Regions from separate parts of the Mus musculus genome. Here all the other regions are linked to region 2. The links are chromatin contacts, called in public promoter capture Hi-C maps. All regions are on one chromosome and are shown on one strand. Each heading gives the region's core, a stretch centred on a gene start, on an enhancer-like site or on the middle of the called end of the contact. The rest is flanking DNA. Distances are from core to core; before and after follow the strand shown.

Evidence for each region. Promoter capture Hi-C pulls out the DNA fragments that hold promoters and counts their contacts.
Region 1: a contact with region 2 is called in a promoter capture Hi-C map of hippocampal neurons, with 13 times the contacts expected there. The contact joins the promoter of Snx5 here to the enhancer-like site in region 2. A contact is called at or near these places in 11 of 39 promoter capture datasets (the 3T3-L1 cell line, 3T3-L1-derived adipocytes, cranial neural crest and 6 more), 1 of 484 Hi-C or Micro-C datasets (cortical neurons) and 6 of 115 datasets of contacts at active chromatin or transcription factors (astrocytes, cardiomyocytes, embryonic forebrain and 2 more).
Region 3: a contact with region 2 is called in a promoter capture Hi-C map of hippocampal neurons, with 7 times the contacts expected there. The contact joins the promoter of Kat14 here to the enhancer-like site in region 2. A contact is called at or near these places in 10 of 39 promoter capture datasets (the 3T3-L1 cell line, 3T3-L1-derived adipocytes, the C10 cell line and 6 more) and 3 of 115 datasets of contacts at active chromatin or transcription factors (astrocytes, embryonic stem cells and large pre-B cells).

The regions. Positions count from the first base shown.
Region 1 is chr2:144,269,610-144,272,309 of GRCm38.p6, forward strand. Snx5 (sorting nexin 5) reads right to left here and starts at 1,293. Exons shown (of 14, transcript NM_001199188.1): 1 at 1,092-1,293; 2 at 768-850. The coding sequence starts at 818. It overlaps Mgme1 (mitochondrial genome maintenance exonuclease 1), which reads left to right and starts at 1,295. Exons shown (of 5, transcript NM_028984.5): 1 at 1,295-1,463; 2 at 2,306-2,700. The coding sequence starts at 2,371.
Region 2 is chr2:143,113,609-143,116,341 of GRCm38.p6, forward strand. No RefSeq gene overlaps it. Among named protein-coding and RNA genes, the nearest start is that of Otor, 37 kb to the left of the region's middle. Within about 2 kb of position 1,298, at least 12 of the 459 cell types and tissues checked have an H3K27ac peak or open chromatin away from gene starts, as enhancers often do. A contact at or near this core is called in cortical neurons and hippocampal neurons, where this site is marked.
Region 3 is chr2:144,367,655-144,370,354 of GRCm38.p6, forward strand. Kat14 (lysine acetyltransferase 14) reads left to right here and starts at 1,381. Exons shown (of 11, transcript NM_181417.3): 1 at 1,381-1,503. Pet117 (PET117 homolog) reads left to right here and starts at 1,329. Exons shown (of 2, transcript NM_001164813.1): 1 at 1,329-1,503. The coding sequence starts at 1,408.

The DNA of each region.
Region 1 (2,700 bases), core at 43-2,542, 1.2 Mb after region 2:
AACAAAAACAAAAAAAAAAATGTTTGCCCATTCAAAGGTACTTAAAATGAAATCTTAATTCAGCTCTTATTAAAATCTAAGAGCTCCCATATTACTGACGATTTTGTCCACAAAACTGACTCATAACCTACCTGTGCGGTGGAAAATTCAAGTTTAAAGAGCCAATAAAAGTAGAATCCTTTATTGCCCGTATAGCAATCCCTGTTTATTGCATTAGTCCTCAAGATATTTGCAGCCCGAGGGTTATATCAACACACAGGATTTACTAAAAATTACAACTCCCACGAGGACACATTTAGCGTTCCCAAGTTGCAAAAACCATGCTACATACAGATACTCGTTAGAAATCTCCCCACTATTTTAAACGAAAAGGCCATTTTCTTAAAAGGAGATAGGAATAGCAAACGAAACTTTGATCCACTTTCCAATTACCATGTAGTCGATTTAAGTTTTAGGAGCAAAAGAAAAAAGAAAAAAAAAAAAACCACGCTCCTAAGGGCTTCAGAGGATTAGCCTCAGTCGAATGACTGGCAGAGCGTCGGTCAGCTTCCCACCGAGAGCTCAAGAAGTGGGGTCCCACTTGTCTGGGTCTCCTTGGTCAGAGAATGAGCGTGCAGAGACACCCCGTTGGAAAGCCATCTCTAAAGGGGTGGTTGAGGGAAAACCTCGGGATCTTGCTGGGGTCCGAGCCCCAGAGAAGATCCACCCAGCCCAAGGAGGCCGGCGGGAACCTCCAGCCCAGGTAGCGAGCGAGGAAGGGATCTCACCTTGCTGCGGTCCTCCTCCTGCTGCTCCAGCAACTCGGGAACCGCGGCCATGGCGACGCGGGCCTCGAGCAGGGGCCGTGTGGCTGTGCGAGGAAAGAAGAGGCTGGGCCGCCGCCGGGGCGCCTTTCAGGGGCGGCCGCGGCCCCGCCTCCGCCGGCCTCCTTGCCGGACGGCGGCTGGAGGCCGCGGGACTCCGCCACCATCCCAGCAGCCCCGGGCGCAGGCCAGCGAGCGGCACGCCACGTGCTCCCCCAGTGCGGCCTCCCCCGTCCCCGCGGCCGTCCATCTTGGAGCCGGGCAATAGAAGCTACGCGGGGAGCCTACCCTCGCTCCGCGCCACGCGGACACCAGCACCGGAGGGCCGCGACGGGAACGCGGGCTCCGAACCCTCCGCCGGCGAGGCACGCCTCGAGAAAGGACGCGCACCGCGGCCCGGGCAATTTATGGCTCAGCCAGAGTCCAAGATGGCGAGCGGCGGTGACGTGCGCGAGATCTCGTGAGCGCGACAACGCGCGGCTTGACGGCGCCCGCGCTTCTGCTTCGGGGGCGTGGAGGGGATGGCGCCTCACAGGTGCGACGGGAACGCCGTAGTGCATGCTGGGGCCGCCTCGCTTTGGGAAAGCGCGGGACCGATGAAAGTACGGGTCCCGAGAGGGTTGTTTGCGGGCTGGGTGTTACAGCGTGGTGGCATCTCAGGTACAGCTAGAACCCTGCCGCTGACCGACCTTCTATTTAAATACTCTCTTCCCTATCCAAACTCGGGCACGAAGGGCCACGCTTGTCCTGTCGCAGCCATGGGAGACACCTGCAGAGATCATTTTCTGGAATTAACGTTGGATGGGCTGTGCAGACCCACTTGCGACATGTCCCGAGTCTGGACCACGAGGTCACAGTAGCACCCACTTTTTAAAGGGCGGCGTGAGGAATAGATGAGCGATGCCCATACAGAATATTTAGTAAGAGTTTGGTATGTAGATGTAGGTGTTTAACTGTTAATTAAGACTTGTGAATTTGTTGGGGGGGGGCAGATTGTAGTTGTTTTGTTTCTAGAGACAAAGCCAAGCTAACCCAAAATCTCAATTTCATACTGCCTCAGCCACCCAAGTAACTTAAGTTTCCTGGTCTATGCCTCCAGGCCTTGTCACATTCAGATTTAAGGTGTCATATCCGAAACGGCCAACACATTAACATTGAACAAAAGCCACTTACAATTTTCATGAATCTTACTTGGGAATGATTTTCTCTTTTTTTTTGGAAACGTCAAAAGTTTAGTGTATGCACTTTTAATGTTCTTGTGGGTTTTTTTGTTTTTGTTTTTTGGTTTTTTGAGTCAGGGTTTCTCTGTGTAGCCCTGGCTGTCCTGGAACTCACTTTGTAGACCAGGCTGGCCTCTAACTCAGAAATCCACCTGCCTCTGCCTCCCAAGTGCTGGGATCAAAGGCGTGCGCCACCACACCCGGCTCTTGTGTGATTTTCAATTTGATGGTTTTAATATAGAAAATGTCTTAAACCTAACACCACTTTTTTTTTTTTTTCAGATACGAACAGAACACACTTTTAAACTTTCCAGACTAGAGAAAAGTTAGAGGGGCGAAGTCTAAAAATGAAACTGCCTCTGACCTTCTGCAGGCTGCTTAGCAGGTTAAACAGATTTTCTGTAAAAGCAAGCCCTCCTGTGAGTTTCTCCACTTTCTCTTATTTGTGTAGCCAGAAGAAGAAAAACTCTTACGAAGCAGTAGACCAAGCGAAGTACTCTCGTTTAGTACGCTCTGTCTTGTCCAGAGGCCCGGCCCAGACTCCAGAGTCGTTGTTCAAGGAAGATGATGTACTGTATGGACCAGTGAGTAAGCATAAGGCTGCAGAGCCGGAGCCACAGGCCAGAGTCCCACAACACTGCTTTCCTATCTTCAATGAAGAGAGAACCGGGAAACCA
Region 2 (2,733 bases), core at 48-2,547:
GTTATATATATGCTCCATGCAAAGGTACTTGGAGGGCTGGTGAGATGGCTCAGTGGGTTAGAGCACCCGACTGCTCTTCCAAAGGTCCGGAGTTCAAATCCCAGCAACCACATGGTGGCTCACAACCATCCATTAAGGAGATCTGACTCCCTCTTCTGGAGTGTCTGAAGACAGCTACAGTGTACTTACACATAATAAATAAATGAATCTAAAAAAAAAAAAAAAAAAAAAAGGTACTTGGAGTCCTCAATTTTTCAGTGTAAAAGAACAAAGTTTGGAGAATTGAATTGAGAGCTCATAATATGAAATCTACATCTTACCAGCAGATGGCACCACAAACACATAAAACCTAAACTTGAGGCTTTGGTTAAGGTGGAAATGTAAGAGATTTACATACATCAGTTGCAAATGAGATCTAGCTTTCCCCAAAGGAGATTCTTCTCTGCCTTTGGTTGCTCTTTATGTGAAAAGGAAACTGCCTTAAGTGGCCTGCAGATTACTCTGAGAGTGGGCAGAGATGCCTCACTAATCATACTCACCCCAGTGCCCATAAACTAATTATCTCCTTGGCCAAATCCATAGACTGACTGTATCTCAGAGCGATGTCTCTCTGCATGGTAGCCATGCAGTATGGTCAGACATGTCAGTTCCCTAGCATCACAGAGAGCTGTACAATAGAACCCAGAATTTACTCCTTGGGGAATGTGTTCTAAGAAACCACATTATTCCAACGATATATGCACGTGCCTCTCCTGCTGTGACATCACAGATTGCTGTAAGTTGAGTTTAGAGGATTCTCTTTCCTAACCAGCCTTGCAATCTCTAAAATGTGTCTTTCTCTTCTGTGTATCAATGACAGCATACTCCAACATAACTTGTCCATCTTGACTCTCTGTATCTGTGCACTGTGGAAGTTAATGTCATTTCTACAGGGAGACCTAACTCTGGAGCAGACCTGCTTCCATTAACCTTTCTAAGTTCCTGTTTTGCACACAAATCCCCTTTGCTGTATTGACTCAAGCTTGCTATTTTTCCCTCCAGATTTTAATGTCTCTGCTTTTCTGGAGGGAATCCCCATGTCTCGTGCTGACTTAGTGTCTCAGCCTTGCTCCAAATGATTCACACTCCTTTTCTATCCACCAGTAGATGAGAAAATGCAGTACGGTTCCTATGGAATGTTGGAGGGACATGCAATGGCCTAGCATGGCTACTACATTGCAGTCTCTCCCATCCCACCCCACTTTCCAGGCATTCAAGTAAACCAGCTTGATCAGGGAGCTTTAGGTGGCCGAGTTCCAAAATCTGCTCCGACAGATTGTTTCTGGGTTTCTGCAGTGACAGCCTCCTACTCTCAACTCTGCCCAAGAATGCCTGAGACCCAACCATTTTTTTTTTTTTAACTTTCACTAGAAGCTGACTGGCAGGTGCATTGGTGAGCAATGTGCTGCATTTGTGGGAGGTTTCAGAGATATGCAGAGGTCCACAGACGTGGAGTGGTACTGCAGTAGAGTCATAGCAGTGCCACTTCTCTTTGATCCTGGCCACCTTCCATGACACTTGCTCTAGCCTGCACCATCCCTTTATTCTTGTCGCCTCTTCCTCCAACCCCTCATCCCTCCCTTTTGAGAAGAAACACCATTTCTCCCATCCCTTCTGCAGTACAGAGGCCCCCAAACCATCTCTCATGGTGCACACCAAGTTTTTTCTTTAAGTTAAAATGCCGTGATCTCTCTGTGTGTTCATTAATCTTCACTGTGATTAAGGGTGTGGAAGCAGCCAGCACCTGACTGTGGTGTGTATAGGAGGGGTCTCTGGCAGGAGATTATGATCAGCTACAGTGACCCCGATAGCATTTCCGTGACTGAATGCAGGCAGCTTCAAAAGCACACACACACACACACACACACACACACACACACAGAGAGAGAGAGAGAGAGAGAGAGACCAGGAGAGACATATGCACACACTCTCTTTCTCTGGCCCCTACACCAACCACCGTGAGACTCTGCTAACAGGAAGACCACCACTGATAGCCCTAGGACTGAGAGCTAAAATCAATGTATGAGTCAGTGGTATTGTGCTAGTATGCAAAAAGGAAAAGAAAAAGAAATGTGTACAAAGAGCTTTTAGCCCAACAAATAATGACTAGCTTTCCCCCATCTCCTCCTCCATAGGTTATATGTGGTGCAGTACAGGATAGTCTCAAACTCACTACGTAGGCCAGAGTGGCATTGAACTAACATTCATCCAGTCTTAGCCTCCTGATGCTGCTATCACCACTAAACTCAGGAAAAAACAGATTTTCCTTTATATATTTGGAATTGCAGTTTCTCTTAAATTTGGCTTCCTGACTATCAAAGTCAAGAATTTTTACAGGACTGATGTGTTCAGGGGGTGATGACAGAGGGCACAGAGACAACCAAAAGCTCTAGAGATCGCCCGAATGCTTCTCAGCTCTGATGGCCAACAGGCTTTTATTTCTCTAGGTGCTGGCAGGATTTATGTCAACTTGCCACAAGCTGAGAGGAGTGACCCTCAACTGAGAAAGTGCTTTTATAAGGCTGGGCTGTAGGCAAGCCATTAGGGCGTTTACTTAATTCATGACTGATGTGGGAGGGTCAGGTCCATTATGGGTGGGGCTACCCCTGAGCTAGTGGTCCTGGGTTCTATAAGATGGCAGACTGAGCAAACCTCAGGGAGAGAACAAGAGCCCCTAAAAAGCACTCTTCCATG
Region 3 (2,700 bases), core at 131-2,630, 1.3 Mb after region 2:
TCAATTTCCAACAACCACATGAAGGTTCACAACCATCTGTACAGCTACAGTGTATTCATATACATAAAATAAATCTTTAAAAATAAATAAACCTAGATTCTTTAAAAAATAAATTAAAGTCGGGCGTGGTGTCGCATGCCTTTAATCCCAGCACTCAGGAGGCAGAGGCAGGCGGATTTCTGAGTTTGAGGCCAGCCTGGTCTACAAAGTGAGTTCCAGGACAGTCAGGGCTACACAGAGAAGCCCTGTCAAAACAAACAAACAAAGAAACAAACAAAAAACACCAAAAAAATTAATTAAAAAAAAAAAACCAAAGATATAACCAATGCAGTATGCTAACTGTTCATAATAGTATTTTCTTCATGCCGTTTGGGTTCACTTAACAGAGAACGAAAGAGCAAAGCATACTGAGACGAAGTGAATGTTGGGGAAACACTGGGAATACCTAATCAAGGCCTGAATGAGCCTTATCATTGTTGTCTATCGGTTTTCAGCAGCAGCTTTGAATGTGTACTTTCCTGGGTAAGAGTGATTTACTGATATGCCATTCTTCATTGGCATCACAAATACTTAAAAGTTCTGGGAAGCCAAGTCTCTTTTTTAATTTAAGGGGTAAGTGCAAATGACACCATCCTTAGCCTCTTGTGAACTACTCTGACACAAGGATCTTACAAGCATTCCTGAAAGGCTCCAAGGGCATCAACGACATTTTTTTTTTCTTTTGGTTTTTTGAGACAGGGTTTCTCTGTATAGCCCTGGTTGTCCTGGAACTCACTTTGTAGACCAGGCAGGACTCGAACTCAGAAATCCGCCTGCCTCTGCCTCGGGAGTGGTGGGATTAAAGGCGTGAGCCACCACGCCGGGCAACGCCATTTCTTAAGATTACAGGAGCTAAACATGTCCGGATCCTTGCCTGACCCAGTGCATTTCCCAACAGAAGTTTAGTAGGCAACAAGGTGTAGCCGAGGCTGAGGCAGGATTGCGAGTTTGAAGCTAGTTTGAGCTGCACAGCAATACCTTGTCAAAAAACCAACCACCCAGCTTTTAGACTCTAAGAAAATTTAGGGTCTGATCAGTCGCCCCATAGCGACCAGATGTCCTCCGTACATACTCCACTGGCACTCCCAACCCCACCCTCGCGACTCCAAAGCAGCCCAGCACTGCGACTTCCTGGTGAAGGCGGTCCCCAAATAGGAAAGCCAGGGCCCCAGGCAGCCACTCCCAAGAAGCAGCGAAGCGGGCCAGGGGTTACGCTCGGCGCTCGATTGCTAGAGCCTGGCGACGATAGCACTTGCAACGGCTCTGCGCTCGAGAGGTCGAGCCTGGCCCGTTGCGGCTGCGGCGGCGGCGGCGGCTGTGGCGGCGGCGGGGGCGGGCGCGGGAGCGAGTCCGCGGCCGGGAGCGGGAATGTCGAGGAGTTCGAAGGCAGTGCTGGGCCTCTCGGTGCTGCTGACGGCGGCCACGGTGGCCGGCGTGCATCTGAAGCAGCGGCAGGACCGGCAGGTCGGTGTCACGTGACCGCGTCTTCCGGGGCGCCGAGCCCGCAGCTGTCCCTGCGCGCGTGGCGGGCCGGGCGGGCTGCAAGGGCGCGTTCAGGACGCCGACTTCTCTCCCCCAGCCACGAGGCGGGAGACTGGGGCGGAAGCCTCGGGGCAGGGGTGTAGTCCAGAGTTAGAGAGTTGCTAGGGTGAGCTCGAGGCCCTGGGGGCAGCACAGCCCACAAAGCCTTACCCAGGAATTGTTAAATCCGGAGATAAAGCAGCTCACACCCAGCACACCCCCCAGTGCCTTTGGCTAAAGAAACTTGAGATTTTTGCAACTTGCATTAACAAAACATTTTGCTACTGGACTTAGGTTCTGGAAAGGATAAAAGGTAGCGAGCGCCCTTCACGTTTTCTTTTAATGGCTTTCTTTCGGAGAATAACTGGCTTATTAATCAGCGACTAACCGACTCTTCCTCATTCCAGTTTGCAACGCTGGCTAGTGCGCTGAGCACACTGAGAACACATAGTTAATTATAACCTCTCGAGATTGTTCTTTTTATAATGGTGCCACACTGTGCTGGCCAGTACTTGGTATTTGCCCTTTCAAGCAATACCTTTACAGTTATTTGGTTTGAATCGGATTTGCCATGGGCAGAAGTTACTGAAAGCCTCAAGAGTCACCAGACCATCGACCTTTGTATTCACAAACTAGGAATTGCAATGAAACTAGGCTTGCAAATTCAGAACCATTTTGAGGAGCAGGGTCGATGTGCAGTGATGGAGAAGCACACAAGGAATTAAAGATTTGGGATTAAAATATGGTTCCCCAGGGATATCTTCTGGAGTAGAAGCAAGAAACTTCCTTCTTGGGAGGAAAAGGAAAAGATGGTGGTTCTAATTAAACTTGGAAGACAGGGTGTCTGTGTCCTCCTGATGTGTTTTGGAGACAGCGTTTGCTATCAGTTTTGTTTCAAACTCTGTTCCCCTGAGAAGTTTTTACAGTATGAGCAGACCAATTAAATCAGATCTCTGGAGCATGGAGACTCAGCTGTGTTCCAAAAGGCACGCCAAAGGCTTTAATGAAACGGTTGAGAATCACAGTTAGAGAATGGAAGTGTGCAAAGATCTAGTTATTTCTTGGAAGTTAGTGACCAAGACATACTGACCAAAATAAGCTGTCCAGTAGCTATTCATTAGCGACTTACTGTAACATCGA